2 separate regions of the Capsicum annuum genome follow, and region 1 is linked to region 2. The links are chromatin contacts, called in public Hi-C maps. All regions are on one chromosome and are shown on one strand. Each heading gives the region's core, a stretch centred on a gene start, on an enhancer-like site or on the middle of the called end of the contact. The rest is flanking DNA. Distances are from core to core; before and after follow the strand shown. Region 1 has its middle 130 kb from the start of LOC107867827. Region 2 has its middle 73 kb from the start of LOC107867827.

Evidence for each region. Hi-C and Micro-C count contacts between places; a contact is called where the count stands out from the background.
Region 1: a Hi-C map of placenta shows a contact between it and region 2, with 4 times the contacts expected there. The contact joins two enhancer-like sites. A contact is called at or near these places in 3 of 5 Hi-C or Micro-C datasets (bud, leaf and placenta).

What each region holds. Positions count from the first base shown.
Region 1 is chr4:92,290,175-92,297,019 of UCD10Xv1.1, reverse strand. No RefSeq gene overlaps it. Among protein-coding and RNA genes, the nearest start is that of LOC107867827, 130 kb to the right of the region's middle. Within about 2 kb of position 4,014, at least 5 of the 5 cell types and tissues checked have an H3K27ac peak or open chromatin away from gene starts, as enhancers often do. A contact at or near this core is called in bud and leaf, where this site is marked.
Region 2 is chr4:92,234,869-92,241,310 of UCD10Xv1.1, reverse strand. No RefSeq gene overlaps it. Among protein-coding and RNA genes, the nearest start is that of LOC107867827, 73 kb to the right of the region's middle. Within about 2 kb of position 2,405, at least 5 of the 5 cell types and tissues checked have an H3K27ac peak or open chromatin away from gene starts, as enhancers often do. A contact at or near this core is called in bud and leaf, where this site is marked.

The DNA.
Region 1 (6,845 bases), core at 2,765-5,264, 54 kb before region 2:
GACGGTGAAAATTAATTTGGAGAATGTGTCTGTTTGTTTGGGAAGAGGGTTAAGTTAATTAGATGGATTTGGTTGGTTTAAAAATAGACTAGATGAGAAAAATTGTTAAGTTAATTGAAATTAGTTGTTTTGAATGAATTTCATATAATTGAGGGACAATTTTGTTTAGTTTGATAATATTAAGGATAAATTTGACCTCATACTATCATAAAGGGTAAAGTTAACGAATTAATCAAATTAGAAGGGTGTTTTTGACCCTTTTTTTCTTATTTAAAGTAGTTACGGGCCCACAAGAGTTTGAGACCATTTGCTATGTCATTGGCATCTTAGCTGTGTTTTAAAATTTATTTAGTCAAGTTTAGAGATGTTTTCTAATACTGGGTATAGTTTGAGGATTAAGGTAATAATTCACGTTATGTATAGGGTGTTTTCAGCACTTCTCTCACAATTAAAATGGTGCAACTTTTTTGTGATTCTCCGTTGAATTTTACTTGTCATATTTCGCTTTTTGAATCAAATGCATGAACTTTGATCAATATTTTAAGATATATTTTCACTGTTAGGTGATCGATAACGAAGTAGTATATTAATATGAGATGTATTGCAACTTATAGTATTTGTTGTATAATTTTCGATATCTAAAATTTAAAACAAAAAATTAAATTAATCAAATTTAATTTAGCTTCAAATAGTAGTTAATTGAATTGACTCGTGAAGTGAATGTCACATGTAAAAGTGAGTGGAGAGAGTAATTTCTTAATCATCTAAAATCTTTCTTTAAATACAACTATTAGTATCTTCATGAATATTAGAATAATAATCTATAATCTATAATCTATATCTATAATATAGTATATTAAAGATGTGAAAACTCTTAAAAAAGTGTTTGAACTTTTTAATCTTTATTAAAAGTTTTTTTTTAGACAAAATTATTTTTTTACAATTTTCTAAAATTATTATTTGATTATATCTATAATATTGTATCCTAAAATCTATTGGATCAAGTGTTTAAAATATATGATTTATAATATTGTCTTCTAAAATATATGGGGTCAAGAGTTTAACATACATGGTAAGACTTTTTCTTAAATTAAAAATGCTAAAATATATTGTAAAAGATAATTATAACGCATTATAATTTTACCTTATACCAAAATTGTATCTCATTATAACTAAACTCACTTTAATAATGATATTAATTTTAGGAGTAGGAATTTACTTTTCGCCCATTATACAAGTAATGATTTTAGTAGTAGAAATCTTTACTAATAGTTTAACATTCGTATTAAAGAATAGGCACAATTAACATAGGTTTAAAAGGAAAAAATAATAATAATAGAATAAGTAGGAAACTTATTAGTGTTAGTATTTATATTAAAAAAGGTTTAAAACTTTATTAATATTTTTTTTTGCTTGTTCTCCATATAATTGATTATTTTCACTAGGTGAATTCTTTAAGCTACATTCATATAGTTTTATAACACGTGATATTCTTTTTTGGGTATAGTTTATTTTTTCTTTTCTTTGATTGAAGAGACAATTTTTCTTGTGATTTGAGATAAGTTTTACTTGTGATTTAAGGTAAGTTTTTTAAAATTTTAATATATTCTTGAAATTATAATAAATAAATTATCATATATTTTGCTAGACAATTATTAATTGAGAAGTGTTTTGTGAAATCTTGATATATCTTATGATTGAAGAGACAAATTTACTTGTGATTTGGGGTAAATTTTTTAATATTAGTATATTCTTGATGATTACAATCTTAATAGATGATTAAGGAGATGGATTTGTTTGTGATTTGAGGTAAATTTTTTAAAGTTTTATTATATTATTGAAGTTTACAATAATAGACTATCATGTATTCTTGATCGGCAATTGTTTGCAAAGAAGTTTTATTTAAAAAAAAATAATTGATAGTATCTAATGATTTAAGAGACAAATTTACTTGTGATTTGACGTATGCTTTCTAAAATTTTGATATATCCATTTATATATACAAAAATAAACTATCATGTATTTTTGATAGACACTTGCTAATTGAGCAATTTTCTTTTGTGATTTTAGTATGTTTTAGAAGTTTAAAATAATAATTATCATGTATTCTTGACAGATAATTGTTAACTGATTTTTTTTTTGTGATTTTTGTTTATAATGACGCATGTATAATTATGTCATGATCCGAAACTGCTCCCTAGTTGCAACACGCTACTTAGAGTCACAAGTGACCCCAAGCCAATCCATGGCCTAGCAAGACACTAAGAATACTGAAGTAAACAATAAGATACTAAGCAGAAGCTAAATTGAAATGGCATGATCACAATAAAAGCAAAATTAATACTAGATATTGAAACTGAGATTGTCTGACAAAATCAACAGGCTAAAATGTAACTGTATGTTTAAAAGCCTCTAAATTATATGAGCTGTTGGGACAAGCCCCCAACTAACTACAACTGTCTAAAACTAGAATAATACAAAAAGAAATGTTGATAAATGACCCTCGGATGATGAGGATTCATCAAACATTATTGCAGATATAGTGCGTAATCTTACTAAGTGCGATCTGAATGCTAAACGTCAGAGCCTATATTATAAGACAATATAGTGCAAACGAAAGTATGTGATCAGTACTTTAAATGTACTGAGAATGTCAGATGGGAAATAACTGATATAAGTTTAACATAATTCAAATGACATGATAAACTGATGCAAGACTAAGTAATAAACATGTATTATATGATAAGCTGAACAACTAAATACAAAGTTATGCAAGTAGCTAATGAAACGTGAATTGTGGGAGCTATTATTAACCGACGTACCCCAATTTGAGATAATCGGAGTCCAATTTATAACCCCAGTTGAATGAATGTTCAGTACCTTACCAAGGATATGAACACTGACTGATGTTCATCCAGCAATTTGATGTCTGAAGGACTAAAGTATCAAGCAAGGTCTGTCAGGTGACCCTTTAAAACCTATGGTGGCACCGTAGATCTGGAACTTAGGGATTTCTATTAAAGTTCTCAACCTAACTGACGGGTGATCCTTCATCAATGCATTCACTCGGTGCTAAGTACTAATCCCAACTAAATGACATTGATAACTGAAAGTGCTCAATAATAATAATATTTTGGAAATTGAAAATAAATGCATAGTCTGAAAGTATTCAATAACATGTAAGCTAGACAATCTAACAATCGTAAGTGTATGCATGAAATCCTAGGTCATCGGGTGTTCATGACCCACCATCTCTGAAGAATGAAATTGATCACGACAATACTACAATCTGAACGTAATAAGAAATTTTACAACTCAAGCCTAAAAATCAAAATGTCTCAATATAATGAAATTTCATAATCATAGATATGAAAATATGCTTAAATTTATGGAAAAACATCTATTCATGATTTTGTCAGAGCAAGAAACTGAAAACTAAAAGAATTCACACTTTACATGAAAACCCTAAGCTTGAAGGGTGAATTATAACTTGAGAAATTGAGTTAACTTTGAGACCCAATGGAATAAAGGAAAACCATTGATGAAATCTCATGTACCTGATGTTGAAAACCTTAATGAAATCTTTGGATTTCAAGTTTGAAATTGAAGAAACCTAAATTTTGCCTTGGAAGAAGAAAATCATATCTTTCTTTTTTTCTCTCTATACGTCGATTGAATTTGAGTTGGTGGAGAAGTCGGGGTGTTTAGACTTATATTCTAGCCTTAGGACAGCTTAATCGATGTTGTTTTGATGTTAAAAGGGTGAGAAAAAAAATAAAAAATCCCTGTAGACACTTAAAATTCTCACTCCCAAAAATTCAATTTATCCATTTTTACATTCGTCTTACCATGTATCCTACCCCATATGATAATCTCTTCACAAAAGGATAAAAAAATAACCAAATTTTCAACAAAATAACAATCCCTATAATTAATTTTATCTCATCCTAACCACTACCCCACCCCCTAACCCATGTCACCCCTAGACAGCCCCCGTCATATTTTTTATTCATTTTAACCGACACACAGAAAGGAGCGGAGGGGAGGGGAGATTCCTCGCAATTTCCATTCGAGAGGATCTCTATTTTATTGAAAAGAATACACACTCAGAGCGGATCACACACGGATTTTGAGGGGATTTCTCATAATTCTCATTTAGCTGGAGATACAAAGAGAACAAGGGGGAGGCATGACTCCACTTTTTCCAATTTTAGGCACTCACAACAAAAACATCAGTGGAAAAACACGCACCACTCCATTTTTGATCTTTTCTCAACACAGATTCACGAGCTAAGGAGGCGAGCTCACCATTAGTACACACAGAAAAAACTCCCTTCGATCACTATATAGACCCACATCATCATCATCATACAGGCATACAGAGAGTGAGAGAGTAACAGAGAGAGTAATGAGGGAGAGAGAGAAAAAAGTGATTGAGAGAAGCCAGAGAACACTGTCTCGGTGACCAGTCAGTTCAGCCTGAAATCGGTCCATTTCAACGAGACTTTGTTGTTGGTTATTTTGAATACTGGGCTGGATTCGTTCATTTCGAGATTTCCCATTGGTTATCAAGTCTGTTCGGGATGAATTTCTCTACACTGAGTCGAGTGTGGTCGTGGTTAAGGTTCGGTTCGAGGCTATCGGAAGCAGATTTCTTTATTTCATAAAGTAATATTCTTCGAAAATTCTGAATTGAGGTCCATTTTCCATCCCATTTTCTTGAATAATTTTAAATTTTGATATTTTGTGTGGTGAATTGATAATGCGTGGATTTTGCGTTGTTTGATTTTGTGATGTTTGAATCATGAATATTGGTTGATGTTGAATTTGGATTATGAAAATTTAATCGATGATCTAAGGATTAGTTACTCATTGATTGAGAACTGAAATCGACTTTTTGGGGTGGAATTGAGAAATTGATAAAAATGGGTGAATATTGATCAATTTTGGTTTATTATGATTTTGTTTAATTTGGAATAAGCATGAATATATTTGGAACATAATAGAATTATGATATGTTGAAACGAATAGGCAAATATAGGTTCGGATAGGCAAAATTTAAGAATGTTGAATGTGTTGAATGTTTTCTAGTTTATCGCACGAAAATTGAAACTGTATTTATTTGTCGGGGAATGCCCAAAGGAATTGTCTTTATTCACCGAAGAATGCCCCAAAGTATCATGTACTTGAAGACGGCGCACGGTCAAGGCCTGGAACGTCGGTTGAGTTTAGTTTAAGAGTAGTTTAGGATTAGTTTAGAACAGAGTTGGTTTATGCATTTTTTATTTTTAGGGACTATATAATTAGACTGGACATTATATTTGTTTGGGATTTGTTTTGCTTGTGTTTGTTTGTTTGATTGTTGTGTGTTCTATGTGGTTTATGCACTCTTGGTATCTAATTGGCCGATATACTCTACCAAGCGCCCATGGTCGAGCCACGGGATCGAGAGATGCCTAACATCTTCCCCTCGGTCAACAGAATTCCTTAATCGGAATCTTTGTCGGCAAATCAGTTTTAAAGAGTCAAACCGCTTTGAAAAGGACTTTTAAAGGTGACTTGACACACCGGATTATGCCAAGTGGCGACTTTAAATTTTATTAAAACAACATGAATCCTTTTTCGAAACAAATCTTTATTTTATCATTTTACTAATAAAAATTCTTCCAAACTTTAAAATCAATTTTTGTGGTTAAAAAAGACGTGTGACAATCCCTTTAAAAATGTTATAATAGTGCAGAACTTTCCCGGCTGACGGTTTGGTCGACGGACCGTCGTTCCCATAACCAACAGTCCCAAAATGACCAAATTTTGGTCTTTTTGCTTAAGGATGACGGTTTGGCGCAATCGGTCGTAACTGGTGCGATGATCCGTCCCCCAGACCAATCTTGCGCTGGCAAACTGACACCCTTTTGGTAAATCAAGCATAACTTTTTACTCCAATATCGGATTAAAGTAAAATTGGTGGAATTGAAAATTTAATTCAATTATCTATCCTTTGGTAGGTTTTGAGCTAAAAAACTCTTACAAATTTAAATATTATGCTCGTTTGAAGTTGACTATAACAATATTCTTCAAAAGAATTTAATCAGTAAAGGATATTTTTACTTGTTTATAAGCTAGATGTAATTTGAGGCCTTAGTATATATATAAATCACTTATCAAACTATTAAAACATGAGGTTTTAATTTGCATGAACTTGAAGCATGATTCTAATATTGACTTGGATTTTTGGGGTGTTGCAATATCTTTCCTTGTGGTCATTCGTTCCCGAATGAAAACTAACTAAGCTGAAGAGTTAGGGGAAAAGCTGTAACTCCCACACTGAACTCCTATGAGCAGAATAATGACTTGATAATTGAATTTTTAACTGATAGATGGACCGAAGCAAACTCATAAATTCATGTTATGACATGAGAATCGCTGAGTGGCCTGAGATAAAATGAATTAGTTAAGGGAAAACTATTACCTCAAGATGGGAATGAGCTTGAAGGGAAAATATGAGGGGTACTTAATCATCATATCTACCTCTATTTCCCAAGTAGCTCCCTCAACTGACTGATTTCTCCTTAAATCTTTACCGAACTGACCTTCTTATTTCTCAGCTTATGAACCTGACAATCAAGGATCTTAATTGGGACCTCCTCGTAAGAGAGACTATCTTTCACACCCACACTCTCTAAAGGAACACCTAATGTTGGATCACAATGCATCTATTTAGCAAGGAAACATGGAAAATTGGATGCACTGATTCTAAATTTGCAGGCAATTCCAACTCATAGGCTACATTACCATAGCGACTCAAAATCTTAAAGGACCAACATAGCGGGAATTGATCTTTCCCT
Region 2 (6,442 bases), core at 1,156-3,655:
CTCTCTTCTACTTGTCTTTTTTTTTTCCTTTTTCATTTATTTTTTTTCTTTTTTTTTCTTTTTTTTTCCTTTTCTCATATTTTTTTGTTTTCTTCTTCTTTTTTTTTCTTAAATTTTTTTTCGCTTTTGTTTTTACACTTCTATTTCTAGTTTCTATTTCTCTTTCTTTTTATTTCCTTTTTCACTTTTTTTTTGAATTTTTATTTTTCGCTTTTTTTTTCTATTTTTTTCTATTTTTTTTTACTCTTCTATCTCTATCTTTTGTTTTTAAAATATAAATATCTATATCATATATACATATTCAAAAAATATAAAAAATAAATAGATATACAGATCTGCATATGTATTTACGGTAAAAAACATATATATATATATATATATATATATATATATATATATATATATATCTGCATATGTATTTACAGAAATACATATCAGACTCACATGTATATATAAGCATATAGGACACAAAATCTCTATAACAAAAATGACAATTTATACATATACATATAGGTAATAAAAAAATACATTATACATGTCTTAAGCAGTAAAAGAAAACAAATAAGTACATATGTTACCCTCTAAAATGACATAGTATGTACAGTTCAAAAACAAATTTAACACCGTATAAAATACATATAGCTCTACATATATATTTACAGAATACATACCTGATTCATATGTATATTCTTATTTTATATGAGTCAACTTTGTATTTCGCAAATACGTATGAAGATATATAGTATAGTTATGTTTGTTACTGTTTAATATGAATATGATATGCATTTCGTAAATACATATGTATATTTTGTACTGTAAATACATATTCAGATCTGTATGACAATGTATTTTGTATGTTTTTTTGAATATATGTATGTGATATACATATTTGTCTTTTCAAAATAAAAGTTAGAGATAGAGTAAAAAAACAAAAAAAAAAACAAAAAGAAAAAAAACAAAAAAACAAAAAAAGAGCAGTGAAAAAGAAAAAAAAGGAAGAAAGAGAAATAGGAGTGTAAAAAAAAAGGAAGAAAACGTTAGAATAAAAAAAGATATGAGAAAGGAAAGAAAAACGAAAAAGAAAAAAAAAAGAAATAGAAGAGAGAAAATAAAGTAGAAAGAAAAAAATGAAAAAGAAAAAGAAATCAAAATAAAAAATAAAATGATAAAAGATAAGACGACAATAAAACTAACAAGAAAAAAAAGATAGAGATATAAGAGAGTAAAAGATAGTAAGGATGTTTTATGTTGAAATTATCATGGAGATAATTATCTTCAAATATATAAAAAAAAAAGAGGAATAGAAGAGAAAATAAAGTGAAAATAAAAAAATAAAAATGAAATAAAATAAAAAAATAAAATGATAAAAAAAATAAGATGAAAAAAAAGGATAAAAGATATGACTACATTTGTGGGAGGTGAAATAATGGAGCGAAAAGAGGAAAATATAAAATAGTGAGAGTAAATCATGCACTTGCTTAATTAATGAGTAAAATAGTATTACTCTTTTTATAAATTGTAATTTTATAAAAATATTATTATTTATTATAATTATAATCTTAACTGTAATTTTATAAAAATATTACTATTTATTGTAATTATAATTTTAAGTATCATACTTTCTCTTTCTCTGATTTACTTTCATCTTGTTAATTTGTAAGCATTTTTCTTCTATTTTGAGATGATTTTGTTGGAATGAAGCATGTGTTTTAGGCCATGTCTTTTGTCGTCATTGCAGTCGAGAATTGTCTACTCCACTCAAGTTAAAAGTTTATGCTAATTGGGATTGGTATCTTTCCGGAGTCCCCTCGTGGCGAAGAAATTCTGGTATAGCATGATGGTGAAATCAATATGTCCATAACAAACAAAAACCAAACCCATATTGGAGGAATAGTCAAAATGTGTGGATGGAAGTCTCTATGATTTGTACCTTTCAATTGCCTCATCATTGTCTTTTTTCTTTTCTTCTTTTTGCTAACTCGAGCATTTTAGTTGTCACACTCCGCAGTAAAAATATATTAATGAGAGTTTATATAGCCAAGAGTAATATGATCGGTAAGAATTTTTTTAGTAAACTCTAATTTGTTGGAGTTGTTGCCTATGTAGTTATTATTGTTGATCGATGCTGATCATTTTGGATGCATATATATAAAGTTCATGATAATGATTATTTCTTAATTATCGAGATTGAAAAATGGCCATTTAATGAATTAACTTTATATATCAATTTTTCGCTAAAGAAGACAGATTTAATTTGTAATTTTGTAGTATAAACCAACTACGACAAAAAGTAATTCTTCTACTTGAACCTTATTTGAGGGCATTAACATAATCGTCATGTATAGAGGAAGTAGTATATACGTAGTAGGATAGAAGTATCATTAATGATTAGCACAATCATTTTAGACAAAATACAGTGACTTCTCGGAAGATGAGTTGCGTGCACAGGCCGCCCTCCAAGATCATCCACATCTAGCAATCATAACCTGCATATTAAATTATTTAGGCATAATATATGAAACATGTTCTTTAACTTGGCTTCATTTGATATTTATATTCTTCAATTTTGGGTGTGCAGATGAGATATCTAAACTTGTATAAAGTAAAATTAAACATGCACATGCATCCTAGCTACATGGCAAATCAATTGAAGAACATAGATTTCCAGATGAGGTCAAGTAAAATAGAGCGTTCATATGTTGTGACTTAAATTTAATACAACATCATGATCATGAGTCAATTATCATTTGACAGGAGTTCATGAGATTTAGGTTGACAAAGCCATGTTAGTATTTGGTTTTGAAACGACCAGTCACGCATTAAGAGTTAAATGGGGCAGCAATTAGATGATTCAGCTTGTACTCCATTGTCCAAAATGCAGGCAAAAGGGGTTCTTGCAAACAATCAAAAACTACGACTGCATTGCAAAAATAGAAACGTCGAGAGGGATACTATTAACTGACACATCAATAAAGCTAGCCGAACGCGTAGCGTATCGTCGCACCACTTTGGGATCATTCAGCTTAATTAGGTCTGACCCAAGACCATAACCAAAAAAAAAAGAAGAAAAAACTAGCTACCAACTTCGTCATTAAATTGCTCATAACCAGGGGCGGCACCAGGTGAGCCGAGGAGGTCCATTCAAACTTACTTTGGAAATTGTTTATGCATGTTTATAATTATTTTTTAGGTATATATATATAGTAAATGGTGAACCCCTTTGGCCTCTTCTTGCGTTTATTTCTTCTTATTTTGAACTCTTTCGTAAAAATTTTAGCTCCACCAATATATGACAACTGACATAACTTTTTGAGTTTACTACTAGCTAATCTGTCATCAAATTAAATAAAATTAGCAAAGAATTCTGTTGTTTAACTAAAAAGAAAATCATAACTAATTTCTGTTCTTTTGGTAGGGGTCGGAATTGCTTGAAGATTGTGAGATGAATGGACCAACCTTTGATACCTATAGCCTGGACCAGCCACAACAATCTCTCACGAAACAAATATTCGTAGACCAACACAGCTCACAACTTGTTCATATTATCGGAAACAACCAATTTACAACGACGTCCCGTTACAGTGGTCGTGCTCTTTTGACCTCGCTGCTCCATGCACATATTTGACTTTAATTTTGACATTAAAGTTTTGCCTATAGGGATAATTTTAAGTTTTGATTTTTGACATTAAAGTTTTGCCTATGGATATCAAAAATTTAAGACCAATACCTATTTTTAATTAAGATCATTAGGTATAATTTTGTGATGGAAACCCCACCCAAGACTCAAGAAACTGATAGCCACAAAATTATGTCTCTTTTTTTTTAATTTTTAATTTAAAAAATTATTACTAACACTTAGTACTGACATTTTAAAATAATTCTAATTTGGCATTAATTGAGCATATTATTGTTATTATTATATATGAAAGAAGAAGAAAATGGGGTTTCAGAAAACTTTCCAGCATCAAATGAGTCAAATATCCACTTCAGCCTAATTCAATATAATCTTCCTACTGGCTCGTGTATTTTGAGAGGGGCTTGACCATCACACATAATACTTAATTATATAAATGAATTTGTGGAAGTTTTCTATGGAGTGCATATACAATAAAAAACTTTAGTTCCAGTCATCAAAGCAACTCAAATAATTGGTATTGGCTACTTAGTTAATTAGTGATGGAACCAAATCAAAATGGATAATTTACAATCATTAGAAAATTACTCCACCTAAAGAGTATGTACGACTCACTTGAGAGAATAGATTGACATGCTTTGAATGTAAGCATGAATAATCATTACTAATTGAACTTCAGGTTTACAATCCTTTGAGTCAAAAAGGCGAACTTGGAACCAAAATAAGTCAAGAAATTAAAAAATTGATCAAAATAGACCACCTATTTTAAAAATTACCAAAATAAGCTAAACGTAATAAATTATTACGTTTTTCACCTTTTTCTTAACGATCAACTAACGGAGTTGACTTTTTATAAAACGTAAAAATTTGTTACGTTTTACATATTTATTTGTAAAACGTAATAATTTTTACGTTTTATGAAAAGAATTTGTAATACGTAACAAATTCTTACATTTACACAATTTTCAAAATAAAGCGTGACAGTGTTTTGTCACATCAGAATTAAAAAACTTTTGTGCCAAAAACGTAACAATTACTTACGTATTTAATTTTTTGAAAATTTGACTCTTAAGTCATGACCCGTGCTCCTTCCAACCCCCAACCCCAACTTTCTTTTTCTCTATTCTCTTTACTCTTTCTTTGTTTATTGTTTTTTCACACACTTTTATCCAAATAATTTATTTTTTCTCTCGATAATAAATTTTTACGTTTTACATAAAAACTTTTAAAAAAAAAAAAGTAGCAATTAACTCATGAACTTAGCACTTTCTTTATATTTATTCTATATACAAAAATAACCGCTTTTATCCTTAAGGATCCGATTTCTCTCTAAAAATATTACACTTTTGAGTTTTCTTCTACTCCAAAACAGTGAAATATTAAATTTTCGTCAATCAAATATGATATTATCTAAAAGAATTATATTTTTTTTTCTGTTAAAAATATGAAATAATTTTTCCGTTTAGTGTTTCATTGTAGTTTTCGATTAGTGTTTCGATTAAGATATGAAGGAGACTCACATGCATAAATACGTTTCTTATTAGAATTAATGGAGTAAAAAATTTAATTTAATTTAGGGGTGTACAAAAATCGTACCCATAAAAATGTTATTAATTTATCATTAATAACGATAAATCAATAATTTAAAAAAATAACGATAAATCAGTAACATTTTTATCGGTATGATTTTTGTACACCCCTAAATTAAATTTAATTTTTTACTTCATTAATTCTAATAAGAAATATATTTGTGCATGTGAGTCTCCTCCATACCTTAATCGAAACACTAATCGAAAACTCAACGAAACACTAAACGGAAAAATTAATTCATATTTTTAATACACAGAAAAATATAATTCTTTTAGATAATATCATATTTGATCGATAAAAATTCAACATTTTATTATTTTGGAGTAGAGAAAAACTTAAAAGTATAATTTTTTTTAGAGAGAAATCGAATACTTAAGGATAGAAGCGGTTATTTTTTGATATAGAATAAATATAAAGAAAGTGTTAAGTTCATGAGATAATTGATACTTCTCTTTTTTATCATTTTTAAGTTTTTATGTAAAACGTAAAAATTTATTACAGAGAAAAAAAATAAATTATTTGGATAAAAGTGTGTGAAAAAACAATAAACAAAGAAAGAGGAAATAGAATAGAGAAAAAGAAAGTTGGGGTTGGGGGTTGGGAGGGGCACGGTTCATGACTTAAAAGTCAAATTTTCAAAAAGTTAAATACGTAAGTAATTGTTAAGTTTTTGGCACAAAAGTTTTTTAATCTTGATGTAACAAAACACTGTCATCTTTATTTTGAAAATTGTGTAAAACATAAGAATTTTTTATGTATTATAAATTTTTTTCATAAAACGTAAAAAATTATTACGTTTTACAAATAAATATATAAAACGTAACAAATTCTTACGTTTTATAAAAAGTCAACTCCATTAGTTGATCATTAAGAAAAAAGTGAAAAACGTAATAATTTATTACGTTTAGCCTATTTTGGTATCTTTTTAAATAGGTGGCCTATTTTGATCACTTTTTTAATTTCTTGGCTTATTTTGATTTCGAGTTTCAAAAAGGCCATCATAAATCAAAAGTTAGTGGAAAATCAGTAGTTTCATCATTTAGATGATATAGAGATGATGTAAGGATTTTTACCAATAGTACGTAAACAGAACTCACAATCAAAATAAACCAAGTTATAAATAAAATAATTAAAATAGGCCACCTATTTAATAATTTATCAAAGTAGGCTAAACGTAATAAATAATAATTTATTACATTTTATAAAAAAAATGATAAA